2 separate regions of the Canis lupus genome follow, and region 2 is linked to region 1. Evidence: chromatin contacts called from public Hi-C data. All regions are on one chromosome and are shown on one strand. Each heading gives the region's core, a stretch centred on a gene start, on an enhancer-like site or on the middle of the called end of the contact. The rest is flanking DNA. Distances are from core to core; before and after follow the strand shown.

Evidence for each region. Hi-C and Micro-C count contacts between places; a contact is called where the count stands out from the background.
Region 2: a Hi-C map of liver shows a contact between it and region 1, with 2.8 times the contacts expected there. The contact joins the promoter of PEX11B here to the enhancer-like site in region 1. A contact is called at or near these places in 2 of 9 Hi-C or Micro-C datasets (blood and liver).

The regions. Positions count from the first base shown.
Region 1 is chr17:59,222,927-59,230,551 of UU_Cfam_GSD_1.0, reverse strand. It overlaps RNF115 (E3 ubiquitin-protein ligase RNF115), which reads left to right. Exons shown (of 9, transcript XM_038562016.1): 8 at 867-982; 9 at 1,655-7,625. The coding sequence ends at 1,786. Among named protein-coding and RNA genes, the nearest start is that of CD160, 22 kb to the right of the region's middle. Within about 2 kb of position 1,256, at least 4 of the 20 cell types and tissues checked have an H3K27ac peak or open chromatin away from gene starts, as enhancers often do. A contact at or near this core is called in liver, where this site is marked.
Region 2 is chr17:59,370,150-59,377,359 of UU_Cfam_GSD_1.0, reverse strand. PEX11B (peroxisomal membrane protein 11B) reads left to right here and starts at 1,307. Exons shown (of 5, transcript XM_038562041.1): 1 at 1,307-1,607; 2 at 2,406-2,521; 3 at 2,917-3,118; 4 at 5,693-5,862; 5 at 6,527-6,897. The coding sequence starts at 1,552. The coding sequence ends at 6,828. It also overlaps the pseudogene LOC483161.

The sequences.
Region 1 (7,625 bases), core at 7-2,506:
AGCTGGTATTAGCCAGATTTGGGAAACCAGACTTTGCTGCCTCATACTCCCAATTTAATTTGTAGCCATTTCCTCACAGAGTGTTTCTTGTCTCTGGACTTGGAGCCTAAGCTATCCTTGAGCTTGCAGTTCTATAGCACCACCTCCTGGTACAGCTTTTTGTTTTTTTTTTAATGATAGTCACAGAGAGAGAGAGAGAGAGAGAGAGAGAGAGAGGGGCAGAGACACAGGCAGAGGGAGAAGCAGGCTCCATGCACCGGGAGCCCGACGTGGGATTCGATCCCAGGTCTCCAGGATCGCACCCTGGGCCAAAGGCAGGCGCTAAACCGCTGCACCACCCAGGGATCCCCCTGGTACAGCTTTTAATTAACTTGTACAGAGGGCTTTAGGATAACCACACTGAAAGAGGAGGTGAAATGGGGAAAATAGCAGGGTAAAAGTGGCTTGAGACGCTGATTGGGAACTGCTAAGATTGCCATGAAGTGTCCCTTGGTTGTGGTGGATGGATTGCCTGTATTTACTCTATGTAGAAACTGCCAAAAGGCTATCACATGTCTGAGAAGATGTTTTTCCTGTTTTACTTAATAGATATCTAAGCCCCAATTTATTTTTTTTTCCAAGTCTTGACATTGAAAAGTAGGCCTTACGTAGTTTCTGTGTAGGCCTTAATGAATTAAAGCCCATTCATGTCCCTGTCTGCTATCACCTCCTCCCCCATTTTGAAATAAAATTTGTGCTTTCTACCTCTTCCACCTAGGATGCGCTTTCTGTTTTTTCTTTACATGTTACTTAAGTTAAAGACACTGGACTGGTTTTTTCTTCCTTTTTTGCTCACTCACTTTAGAAGGCATTTCCTCCTCCAACAGATATGGGTTTAGAGTGTCCAGTGTGCAAAGAAGATTACACAGTTGAAGAGGAAGTCCGGCAGTTACCCTGCAACCACTTCTTCCACAGCAGTTGTATCGTACCATGGTTAGAACTGGTGAGTATAGACAGCTGTCATGTGTGATAGGCCATCTCTGCCAGTCACAGCTTCGGCAGTGTGGGGATGGTTTGGGGTTAATAGAGACAAGCAGAGCAGATTTTAGTTCCTGGCTAATTCCTACTGGCACCATTAACAGTTTTTAGATCATCACTGTATGTTTGGAACTTCTCTAACAAGAGGTTACAAAAGCATAGCCTACAGGTCTTGGGCCTGCCGCTTGTTTTTGTAAATGAAGTTTTCTTGGAACGCAGCTATGGTCATTTGTTTACAGTTGTTTGTGGCAACTTTTGTGCTGTGTCATCAGAGTTGAGTGGTTGCAACACAGGTGGTATGGCCTGTGAAGTCTAAAATATTTATTACCAGTCTCTTCATAGAAAGTTTGCTGACCACTACTATAGACCATCTCAGGTCACTGTTTCTGATTAGTTCTATTTGGTGATGTGTGGTAGCTGTTGTTAAGTTGCTGGCCTAGAATTCTTTCTGTCATTTCTGTTTAAAGTTCTGTTTGGAAGATGTCCTAATGTTACACCTTTGAGCCCAGTGTGCACTGTGTGAGAATATGTGCCCTTTTTGTTTTTCCACCTGCCAGCTCTCAGAGTTTCTTAAGTGTTTAGCTCCTACAGGTCTCAGGTCAGGCTAATTATATAGACTGATATCTTTCTGTTTCAGCATGACACATGTCCTGTATGTAGGAAGAGCTTAAATGGTGAGGACTCTACTCGGCAAACCCAGAGCTCTGAGGCCTCTGCAAGCAACAGATATAGCAGTGACAGCCAGCTACATGACCGATGGACTTTCTGAAGCTAAAGCCTGCATCTGAGCCAGGGCTGTGGTAGTCTTATCACAGCTGTCAATTGTTTCAAAACAAAAAAATAGTAGGTGGATTTAGGAATTGCATAAGAAACCCCAACCCATAATATTAATGCAGTGAGTGTTTTTCTTCTCTAAATTTAAAGTTAGTATCTGCAGATGGAATTGTATCTACAACCAAATGCCTCTTATTCCTGAATTCAGAGTGATACTTTTATAAGTGTGAAACTTGATTATGTGGGTTTCCCCTGCCAGAATAGAATCACTTTACCTTAAAGTCTAGCTAGGGTCCCACTATCTGTCATGTTCTCTTGTAGTGGATGTTTCCACCTCCTTCTCTAACCTCCAGCCTACCATTTGTGTATTTTATAGTAGATGCAGTGGAACCACAGCCCTAAAGTCCTGCTGTTTAAAGTCTTTCTGTTTTAATTGTACAAAAGCATCTACTCTTGGCCACATTAGCCACAAAGCAAGATCAGATTAATTCAGAAATCCGAAACTAATGATTTTGTTTTGTTTGAATCCTCAGAAAATCAAAGAAAAATTACAATGGGGAGGAGAAAGTGGCTGATCATTGTACTCTTTGGTTTTCTCATTTTAATTTTTAAAGACTACTTCACAAGGTGCATTTTCTGCAGAAGCTAACATGACACATCTTAGGAATCTTATGTTGGTGGGAATCTGATTCTGGTTCCTTTTTAGAAATGAGTTGGGGAGCATACAGGCACAGAAGGATAGATATTTGAATTCTTTGGTTCTGAAGTTTTTTTAATGACCCCCGACTCATTGTTTACTGCCTTTTGTCATGGAGACCTTAAAATAATTTCCCTTAGAAATAGAATTACTTCATTACTGCTTCTACAGCCAATTTAGTTTACTGTTTTTAGTAATTCATTCATCTTCGGGAATTGAGATTTCACATTGTCTCATTTTAATTTTTTAAGCCCTTTTATCATCTCTGAAATCTTTCTGTTCTGCTTGGTTCTGGTTGTACTTGGAATCAAATTGATTATTTGTGATCATGCCTGAAACAGCTTGGCCTTGGAGAGGTGGGCCTTCTATTTTCAGCCTAACAGTGTCTCATTGCACATGCACATGCTCTTTGAAGCATTTAAGTGTTTAAAGTTGAATAAATGAAGAAGATCAAGAATGTTGTTGGAACTTCAAAGTCTCAAAAGGAAATGATGGGGACACATAACCACTGTCAGCGTACCATAGAGGGTAACAGGGGACACCATTTTTCTGGTCACATCAGCCCTTCATAGTTTGGAATGATTAGAACAAAAAGGCCACTCTTTGGTGAGTCTCTTTCTTGACTAGGAGTCTTTCCTCAGTTTTTGTTGACTATCATACAGGTTTTGGGGGTGAGGAAAGGGGTTAGAGATATCTTTGTATTTTGGTAGAGGATAAAGGAATAGGGGAGGGAAGAAAGAAAGGGGAGAGTGGCTTGCTGAATTAACAGCCTGCCTCTAAAGTTGTGACCATAAGGTGTGATTCATGTTGGCACCAGAGGGAATAAAGGATGTTTTCTCCTCTGCCTCTCATGTTATACCTCCACAGAGATTGTTTCTTAGGAGAAGGTGAGCTATTTACTATGGGTATTGATGTGTAGCCCAAAACTACACATTGGTTTTTAGTGGGAGTGGGGGTGGGGTGAGATCAAGAAGCTTGGGAAGAGTGAGAGGTATATTCTGAATATTTAGTGGCCACTACATAAATGGCGAAAGGCCGTGCTGAAGTTGGAGCACATTATAGTTTTCAAGTAGAAGGGTGTCTACTGTCTCAGAAAATTACGACAGCTGGAAATTATTCCCTCCCTGTTAGAGTCTGGAGATGTCAGGACAAACGGTTGTATTTTTACTACAACTAGAAAGCTAGAGAACTAGAACAGATCTGAATAGCTTCACAAAAGGTCAGAAGCAAAGTACTAGATAGGGAGTTACCTTTTCAATACACAGAATGGCAAATAGTGTCAGTCTCAGTTATTTGAAATTTTCTTCACTTTTTTGTGCTCTAATAGAGGACATGAGGCTCCTTTTGCTGTTTCCTGTACCCTTTCCACATAATGATTCTATAGTGTTTCTTCCTAGGAGGCATCTTGGGAGTTCCAGGTTTTAATTTAAGTTAAAGAATATAGTAGGGTTCTCCAGAGAAACAGAATCCATAAGGCAATAAGGTGAGAGAGAGAGAGAGTGTGTGTGTGTGTGTGTGTGTGTGTGTGTGTGTGTGTGTGTGTCTGTCTGTGTAAAGAGACTTACTATAAGGAATTAACTTGTGTTATTATGGAGGCTAAGAAGTTTCAAGATTTTTCAGTCAACCAGCCAGTAGAGCTTTATGGTGTAGTTCTAGTCTGATTCCAAAGGCCTGAGCACTAGGAGAGCCAGTGGTATAAATTCCAATCCAAAAACTGGTAGAAGTTTTGAGACCCAAGAAAAACCAGTATTTTAAAAATACATATTTTATTTATTTGAGTGAGAAAGAGAGCATTAGAGAGCAGGAGAAGCAGACTCCCCACTGAGCAGGAGGCCAGATGCAAGGCTTGATCCCAGGACCCTGGGACCATGACCTCAGCCAAAGGCAGATGCTTAACTGACTGAGACACTCAGGTGCCCTGAAAAGCCAGTGTTTTAGTTTGAGTCCAAAGGCAAGAAAAGACTAATGTCCTAACTCAACCAGGCAAAAGGAGTTCTCCCTTGGTAGCTGGAGTGTCATATTTTTTCCTAGTTGGGCCTTTACCTGATTGGATGAGGCCCACTGACATTGCAGAGAGCAATCTGCTCTAATTTGTCTACCTATTCAGATGTTAATCTTATCAAACATATCCTCATATCACAGACATCTAAAATAATCTGTGACCAAATATTTAGGTGCTCCTTAGTCCAGCCAAGTTGACACATAAAATTAATCAATACAGGAGAAGAAATAGAAATGCATACAGCAGAGTGATACCCATTCCACTTAAGTTTTGCCAAATAAACAGTGTGTCTCTATGAGAAATGTCTGCTCTGCTTAGAGACCTTAGTACTAGGGTTAAAAGGTTGGAGAAATGTATACGGGAACGAGGTCCAATTTGCTGTGTGGAATATACCTATATTTCTTCTTTAATTAACCTATATTAACCTGGAAGTCTGAGATGCCTCCCATTCTAGGAGGAAACATTGCAGATTCATTGACCTAACATCAGAACATGGCTGAGTTTATTTCTAGGAATGTCTTGCTTTTAAATGTTTCAAAGTTTTAGATATAGCGCTCAAGGCAAAGGTCTGCATAGCCTGGATTTTTTCAGGTGTTCATTCCTTTAGAGTTGGAAGGTTTACAGACTCAGGAATCTGGAGCCTTAACAGGATTCAAAAGAGAGATGATTTAACTCTCCCTGATTGTCAAAGAGGATAAGAAACAATTGCAATTTCAGATCTTGAGCCCTTATACTTGAGGCCTTTACATTCAAAATAAAAGGCCTTTGGGTATGCAGAGCTAAACAGATTGCTTTCTTTTTTTTTCTTTCTTTCTTTCTTTTTTTTTTTTTTTTTACAGAAAGAGCACACACATAGGAGCAGGGGTAGGGGCAGAGGGAGAGGGAGATAGAGACCTCTCAAGCAGGCATGCAGCATGGAGCCCAATGTGGGGCTCAATCTCATGACCCTGAGATCACAACCTGAGCTGAAATCAAGAGTTGGGCGCTTAACTGAATGAACAACCCGGATTCCCCAACAGATTGTTTTCTTATTCATGAATGTCTTGTCTTATCTTCCCTTTGTCCACTATAATTTGAAATTAGAGGGAAGAAAACTATTTTGTTAGCACGTAACTAGGAGAAACCTCCTAGAGATTGGTAAATTTAGAAGTTGGGGAAAGTGATATAGGGCAACTTGTTGCTGGCTTCCAAGTGACCATTGCTTCTCAGGTAGTTTCAGATTAGTCTAACTCAGGTTCATATGGGTAATCCAGCTGGACAGACTGGGGTATTAGGTGGAAAGAACAGAGTGGTGAAGCTGAGATTTCCAACATCTTTAAAATTTCTAAGCTACTGAATCGGGAGCAGAGAGAAAGAATAATTCTGGCCTTAAAAATTCATTTTCCCTCAAAGTTCCTACTGCCAGTTCTCTGAAAAGCTGGGAAACATGGAAAATCCAAAATGGCATTTTGTCCCTGTTGCTGTAGCTCCTGGACTTTTCCTTACAATGTTCTAATTTGTAAGAAAAAGGAATTACTCTAGATAGGAGATGTAGGGATGGCTGTAAATTAAATAGTTTCCTTAGCTTACTATAAATATTAGTTGTCAACATTTTCAACAGTTGAGCAAGTGCTTATTAGTTGTTTTCTTTGAACAGTACTCTCACTGGTCCAATAATTAATTTTCAAGTTAGAAGAAAGTTTTCTGGGGAAGAAATTGTTTCTTTTTCCTAACAGCTCTCACTTTGGTTTAATAGCTAATAGGAAAAAAAAATTCCCGTTTGTGTCTTTGTATTCCACATTCATGTGTGTGAATATGTATGTGTCCAGGGACACAACACATATGCATATTTCACAGTAGAGGAAGAAAGATATAGTAGCCACTGAGATGAAGTTAGTAGGTACAGCAGAGGGCTGGAGTCTCAGTCTGAGTCTCTTACTGTATATACCTCAGACCCTTATGTTTCCATAATTGTCTGTTATGAGGCATTGTTGGCTTTGCTGCCAACTAGACACCCTGCTATATGGTGTGTGGCTAAGGGATTCACTGGAGGTAAAAGCCTAGTCATTTCTAAGTGTTGAGAAAAAAAATGGTTTTGAGGATAACCATCATCCTCTGCTTTTGTAGTATAATTAGTTGAACATAAATACAACTATGTATTGCTTTTTAATTTTTTTTATAAATTATTGTTATCAAATTAACTTCTCTCTTGACCTGCATGTTTCATTTTCTTTCACTCTAGTGTCTACATGCTCTTTCCTCAAGGAATACAAATTAAATATGTCAGTCTTAAAAACGAATGAGGAGGGAATCCTAATTTGTATCTGTTTTAAACAACAGCAGAACAGCCTTTGGGGCTTTTGGAAAGGAGGAGCTCTTCAGAGTTGGTTTTTAGAGCTGATCTAGGCAGGCCACTGACATTTGTGAAGGAAGACAGATTTTAGGAGAAGGAGGAGCAGGGGTGATGCTACTCTTGATCTCGGGGTCATGAGTTTGAGATTACTTAAAAAAAGAAAAACTTACTTAAAAAAAAAAGCATTCCTGAAATCACAGCAGCTTTTTGTTACGCATTTTTTTATCCAAAGGTACCAAAAATACAACTATCATGTTGTGAGAGGTCTAATAATTATATATAAATATATATGTATATAATCAAATATTATGTGTATATAATCTAAGAGTGGAATGCCTATAATTCCACTTATCTAGAAAATATGTAAATAGATAATTGTATTTATGGTCAACTAATTATACCACAGAAGCAGATAGTAGCATGAGAGGGAAAGCCCTCTTTAGTCTCTGAGATGGGGAGATTGGAGGATAAAAGTGCTGTTCATCAGAATAAACCAACAGAGATTTGGGAGTTTGGTGAGTGTACTATTAATGAGAGTTTCCAGAATGAGTCTCACATAAGTTCTGAGGCAGGAAGTTAAGAGAACATATCCCAAGTGGCCATCCTGTGGGCTGAAATTGTAGGAAACAGTAATGTCAGCATCTTAGCACCCAGGCTGGGAACCACAGGACTGCTCCAGGGGTTTAAAGTACAATGTATAGAATACAATGTGTACAACTGGAGATATTATCTAGGATCCAGGTAGATCCCTTGTTTTAACCAAAGGACATGAGGTTTTGATCTCTCATACCTGCCAGATATAT
Region 2 (7,210 bases), core at 58-2,557, 150 kb before region 1:
TTAAGCGTTTGCATAGCTAGGGGGGCTGTTGTTTTTTTAAGATTTTATTTATGCATGAGAGAGGCAGAGACAGAGGCAGAGGGAGAAGCAGGCTCCTTATAGGGAGCCTGATGCAGAGCTCCATCCCTGGACCCAGGATCACGACCTGAGCCAAAGGCAGATGCTCAACTGCTGAGCTACCCAGGCAGGTGTACCTGTACCCGCACCTGGGGTACTGCTTTTAAGAGGTAGGCTCTTAATAGAGCTACAGATTAACATGCAGTGATCTTAATTTGCAAAACAGAGGCTCTCTGAGGATTAATCAGTGAACACTGGCCAAACACACTACTTGACTCCAGACACTCCTGTGTACCCAAATTCTTGTCCAGTCTAGGCTTGAGTCCCAAGAAGTCACTCACCTGGGGCAAGGTGAGCAGGAAACTAAGTCCCCAGGCCGTCCCCAGAAGTTTCCTTCCAGCTGAGCGGGGTCCAAGTGGGTGGAGTACAGCCTCCTGGTGGTCGAGTCCAATGACCACTGGCAGAAAAGCTGCAGCATATGTGGCCATTAGTTTCAGAAACCTGAGTGTCCGACAAGCGATGTCCCCAGCCAGCCACTGGACAGTGGTATTCCAAATGGCATCTAGGGCCATAACCACAAAAGTGACTAGTGAGTCTGCAGCTGCAAAGTGGGCAAAGAGTTGTATGTGGGAGGGGCGGAGATGACTGGGTTGTGGCCGGGTCACTGACCACAGGGTGGCCAGGTTCGCTCCAGCTGAAGAAATGAACAGCACAATGGTCACTCCCACTCGGACCTTGGCACAGCTGAGAAGGTGGGCAGCTCTGAGCCCTCCACCTCTACTCCCTATCCTGCCCAGACCTCCTCCCCCGCTGCTAACCCCTGAGGGGTGCCATTGCCTGCACACATGGTGACCTGGAAGGGAAAGGGATGGGAGGATGAGATATAAGTATGAAGAGGTTAGCTTTGTCCACTGATTCTTCGTCCTCCTTATTAGGATCTTTGGTCCACTAAAGCTTCTGTCTCCGGGGACTCCATCTATATCCTGGAGGTCACATGCCCAACTGTCAGGGTCCTGCAGCGAACAGGGATCTGGTACTGGCTTCTACCTCCATAGACTTCTTTGGCCCCTACAGCCGCAGCGCGTGTGCGTGTGTGTTTGGGGCTGGGGGGGCGTGTCTTGGAAGCTTCCGGGGGTCAATCCCGTTCCAGCCGCGGAGGATAGATGCTGCTGTGCCTTCTTGCCCCGCCCCTACACCTGCAAGCCCCGCCCCCGGTCCAGAATATTTAAAGAATGTACCGCCGGAGGAGGCGTGCTTCGGAAATGGAGGCCATCCAATACGAGTATATTCTGACAGAGACACGCTCCAAAACGCCGGTGGTGGTTGAGAGACCAACGCTTCTCGTTCTGAAATTCCGAGGCCGGCCTCTCTCGCTCTCTTTCCTGGCGATATTCGTCCCTCGCGAGACACCGTTGATCGTCCAGGAAGCGTGACGAGGGGCGGGAAGTGGGGCGGAAGTGAGGCGGGAGCTACGGAGCCGGGGCTGTCGCTGTCATGGACGCCTGGGTTCGCTTCAGTGCTCAGAGCCAGGCTCGGGAGCGGCTGTGTAGGTGCGGCCCGAACACGGGTGGGGGTGGGGACAGAAGAAGATCCTCGTGAGGCGAGGTCCGTTCACACTACGGGGGTCAAAAAGGGTCAGCTCAGGCTACGGGGGCCCGGACGGACCGCCAGGCGCGGATCTGAGCGGGTCGGGAGATGATTCGTTTCTGCTCTGCCGAGAAATGGGGAAACTGAGGCACGAGTGGTCCAGCGGGGAGGCCGCTCAGCGCTGCCATGTCCATATGAGACCAAGACCTTACTCACTGGGCGGTGGTGGCGTGAGGGGCATTCTCCCCGCGATGGGTAGCCAGGCTCTACCCCCAGAGCTGACCGGCTCCAGGTTCCCTGGTCCCCTCATGCTGCTGTCATCCGGGAACTCCTTTGCCTCCGCCCTGTTTTCCGATCTCGATTCTGCCAAAGGGCCTTGAAAGCCCCTGGTTCACCTGTTCTGAAGAGTAATCTGCTCTCCACCTGCCCCCACTCCCTCAGTATCCCGTCCGTGCTCACCCTGCTGTGCCTGTGATGGACCCTCTGCTGCCGTCGCGGTCCCCTTCAGACTTCATCATCGCCAGATCTCTTAGTTTCTCAACTACAAGTAGTGCCCCTCAACCCCTTCTCTAGGCGCCTTTCTATCCTTACGCCTTCCCTTCCCCTGGCCTGAGGGAGAAACAGTAAGAGATGGGCATAATGAGGAGAAAAGGGGATGGCCTCAAACTGGGGAAAAGGGAAGTCAGTTCTTTCCTTTTGGAAGACAATTTTGAGAGGAGGTTAGGGACGTCTCCACCTGACCTTGCTGGCCTCTCCTCCAGGGCCGCCCAGTATGCCTGCTCCCTTCTTGGCCATGCACTGCAGAAACACGGGGCCAGTCCTGAGTTACAGAAACAAATTCGACAATTGGAGGGTCATCTGAGCCTAGGAAGAAAGCGTAAGTAACCGTGCTTTTGCTTTTATTACTGCATCCCCAGCTATTCTTCCTAGTCCTTTCTTCCCATTGTTGACCTTCTCTGTCAGTTCTTCCCCCTCTTTCAGCTCTGCACTTACCCTCTGCATGCCTCTTGATTGAGAGAAGAGAGCAGGGGTAAGAGACTAATGAAGGATTGGAGAGAATGGGGCAAGTTTGAGAAAACCAAACTGGGATATAAATTAACTAAAATTTGAAGAAAAAAATATTTTTGAACTGTTTTTTTCTTTTTTAAAAAAATTGTAATTATTGTTTCTGTCACTTGCTGGACTTTCACCTACTTGTTTCCTCTTTCTCTGCGTCTCACTCTATTTGCCTCTACTTCCAAATCTTTGCTTCTCCTTGGTAATCTCCACAAGTTCTACGCCTGGGTAACTCAGCAGATGCCCTTGAGTCAGCCAAACGAGCTGTGCACTTATCAGATGTTGTCCTGAGATTCTGCATCACTGTTAGTCACCTCAATCGAGCCTTGTACTTCGCCTGTGACAATGTCCTGTGGGCTGGAAAATCTGGACTAGCCCCTCGCGTGGATCAGGAGAAGTGGGCCCAGCGTTCATTCAGGTTTGATATCCTTTTATCCTACAAGACCTTTTGTATTTCTCATACTGTATAGCTTGCCTTTTATGAGAGAAAGATCTTTCAGGGTCTTCCCAGAATATACACATCTTAATCACTTGGCTTCCGGTCTTCATTTAGATTTTAAACTACCAGAGAATAGTGAATGGAGGCAGATGGAAAACAGATGCCCTTCCATGATGAATGACTAAGATTGGGCAAGATAAGACATTATATTGCTTTAAATCTGCTATCTATGCCACAGGTTATGCCTCTCACTGCTTGCTCATTCATTCATTCTAAAAATATTTAGGAGGCGCTTACTATGAGTCAGGGAATAAAGCACAGAGTCAGATATGGTTCCCACTCTCACTAAGCTTCTGGTCTACTGGGGGAGTCATATTAAGACACTCACCAAACCAGGTATTTGTGGAAATGTACAGGGTGTTATAAGATATATAACAAGGAGAGCTGATTTTGATTGAAAGGTCAAAACTTCTGAAAACTCTTTGAGAAGTAATGTATTATTTTATTTTTTAAAAAAGGTTTTATTTATTCATGAGAGACACAGAGAAAGAGGCAGAAACGTTGGCAGAGGGAGAAGCAGACTCCCTGTAGGGAGCCTGATGTGAGACTCGGTCCGGGCACTTCAGGATCACACCATGAACCAAAGGCAGACACTCAACCACTGAACCACCCAGGCATCCCTGAGAAGTAACGTTTTCATTCAGACTTGAAGTCTAAATAGAAGTTAGTCAAAGCAAACAGCAGCAGAGAAGACCTTCTCAAACAGAAGATAGCCCATTCTAAGGCTTTAAACCAAAAAAGATTTTGTGGAATTAGAGAAAGAGAAAGAAAGCCAGCATGTTGGAGAGTATTGAGTGAAGGGCATAAGTTTAAACTGGAGATATGGACGGGACCAGATCGTTCATGCAAGGCCTCTTAGGCAATGTAGGATTTTTGGGTTAGTTTTGTTTAAATTTTATCCTAAGTACAATGGGTTCTGAATAGGGATGTGACATGATTCAGATTGTGTTTAAAGAACATCTCTCTTGCTGCAGTGGAAAATGGATTGCAGTAGGGCAAAAGAGGAGATACCCTAATATGGCAAGAGATGTTGTTGGCTTGGACTAAGGCACCACCGAGACACCCCTAAATTTCATTTTAAATGGGATAGGAAGAAAGCCGTGGAGAGTTTAGAAGGGGAGTAATGGTGTGATTCACTATGTGAAATTAGATTGTTGGGGGATAGGGGACAAGAGTGGCCATGGAGAGACCAATCAAATAACTAAAGCAGTAGTTCGAGTAAGAGGTGCTGGTGGCTGAGACTGTGCTGGTGTGGTATAAGAGAAATGTGATTGGATTCAGGAGGTGTTTTTTGAGGTAGGACAATTATATTGAGTTCAGACCACTATTGTCAGAGTGGACTTAAAAAAACATAGATTGTTGGCATGCCTGGGTAGCTCAGTCAGTTTAGCATCCGACTCTTGGTTTCGGCTCAGGTCTTGATCTCCTGGTTGGTTAATTGGTTGTGGGATCGAGCCCCTTCCTCCTCTACCTCAGACTCCGTACTTAGTGCAAGTCTGCTTCAGATTCTTTCTCTCTCGGGCAGCCTGGATGGCTCAGCGGTTTAGTGCCGCCTTCAGCCCAGGGCATGATCCTGGAGACCCAGGATTGAGTCCCGCGTCGGGATCCCTGCATGGAGCCTGCTTCTCCCTCTGCCTGTGTCTCTGCCTCTCTCTCTCTCTCTTTTTCTCTCTCTCTCTCTGTCTCTCATGAATAAATAAAATCTTTAAAAAAAAAAAAAAAGATTCTTTTTCTCTCTCTTAAATAAATAAAATCTTTAAAACAACAATAGCATAGACTGTTTAATGGTTTGTTTTTTAAGTAGGCTCCATGCCCAGTGTGGGGCCTGAACCCAGGACCCTGAGATCAAGACCTAAACTGAGACCAAGAGTTGCACACTTAACTGACTGAGCCACCCAGGCGCCTTGTTTGCTTGTTTTTTTAAGTAATCTTTACACACAGTTTGGGACTTAAACTCATTACTCAAAGATGAAGAGTTGCTTTACTGACTGAGCCAGCCAGGTGTCCCAAACATAGACTGTTCTTAAGGAATTAATAAGTCTAACACATCTAACAAGTTGCTTAACACTTCTGGGCCTCACTTTTTGTTTATGTTTGTTTTAACAAAAAGATGGGATTTAAAAGATCTACAATGTGTTCCAGTCTCTGAAACCACTGAAGCTTGTTCTCCGAAAACATTTCCATCATTACATTATCGTTCAGGTTGAATGTGTGTGTGCTAATGGGTTGCCAAGCGGACAAGTGAAATTTGAGGTTGTTCTTGGAAGGTTTGATGATGCTCATGATTTTAAGCCAGGACCTTAAGGTACATGTAAATGCAGATTAGTTATAGAAAGCTGGGAAGACATTCCTAATAGTGGGTAATAGCACTTACTGCTGGTGTTTTAATGTATAATTCCTTTGCACCATGGGGGGAAAATGTTTAAGTGTTCTGTTTGATGTGCTAAGTGGCTATATGTGCCTTTACTGATTTTCCTGGCCTGTTTGTCTCAGGTACTATCTGTTTTCCCTCATCATGAATTTGAGCCGTGATGCTTATGAAATTCGCCTACTGATGGAACAAGAGTCTTCAGCTTATGGCCGGCGGCTGAAGGGCTCTGGAGGAGGAGCCATGGGAGGAACTGAAACTGCAGGACCTGGGGGTCCAGGGACTCCAGGAGGAGGTTTGCCTCAACTAGCTCTTAAGCTACAGCTCCGAGTCCTGCTCTTAGCTCGGGTTCTTCGAGGTCATCCCCCACTTCTGCTGGATGTGGTCAGAAATGCCTGTGATCTTTTCATTCCACTGGACAAACTAGGCCTCTGGCGCTGTGGCCCTGGGATTGTGGGGCTTTGTGGCCTCGTGTCCTCCATCCTGTCTATTCTTACCCTAATCTGCCCTTGGCTACGACTCAAGCCCTGATATTCTGGTACAAGATAAGGAGGGGATCTGAATTGGTAAGATGGAATCTTAGATCATCCCAAGTGCACCAGCCTCATTCTAATTGTACTCATTGGTTAAAGTTAAAATCCCAAGATTTAGGGGTAGAGGGAGGAGCTTTGGGGAAGGTGAGGTGAAGAACAGGGACTTGTGAAATCAATGGGATGATTCTAACATTTGGATCTTCTGGAGCTTTTGTTTTTTCCTCCTTCATTGCAATGTCTTTGTCTCCCTTGACCCCTTTTACTTTGTGTCTCTTAAGTCTATTTAAGATTCTGTCTCTGCATTTTTTTTTAATCTTCTCTATTTGCTGTCCTAGGAATTTAATCAGCAGAATTACTTTTTTGATAGGGAAGGTAGAAGGTGTGGTCTGTAAAGTTCTAACTGCTGTTTTCTTTCTCCTCACAAAGGTGACTTGTGGCAGATTTACCCCTTCCGATGCCACCAAATCATAATTTTAGAGACTCTGTGTCCCAGTGGACTCTCTCCTCATGCACCAGAGATGATTTGGTACTTCCTCCTTTATGTCTACCTCACCAGCCTCCCTCCTGACTTGGCCCTTTTCCCTCTACTCACATCTGCAGATTTCTGCTTACACTTTTATTTCAGGGCTTTATTCCCGAGCCTGTTCTCACCCTTTCCTTGCCTATCCAGAAGGATGCTGTGTCTAGCATCTTGCTGTAAATATTGTACAGTGATTCTGTGTAAATAGCTGTGGCCACGCCCACAATGAAGAGCAAGCCTTCCAGGTCAGCACATTAAAGATCAGTTTGCTCATCGATGTTTGGTTTGGTCCTGTGTGTTCTGGTCATTAGAGGTCTCTAATTCCTGTTACAGGGTGTGGGTTCTCCATGGGATTAGCCAGTAGTATCATCACCCACAGGCTTTTATTGAGCACCTACACTATGCAGGGCATAATACTAAGAGGTAGCGATACAATAAGCTAAGAAGCTCCGTGGTCCCAACTTTAGAAGTTATAGTCTAGTTAAGAAGATGGGGTCTAGGGACGCCTAGGCGGCTCAGTGGTTGAGTATCTGCCTTTGGCTCAAGGCATGATCCTGGGATTGAGTCCCATGTTGGGCTCTCTACATGGA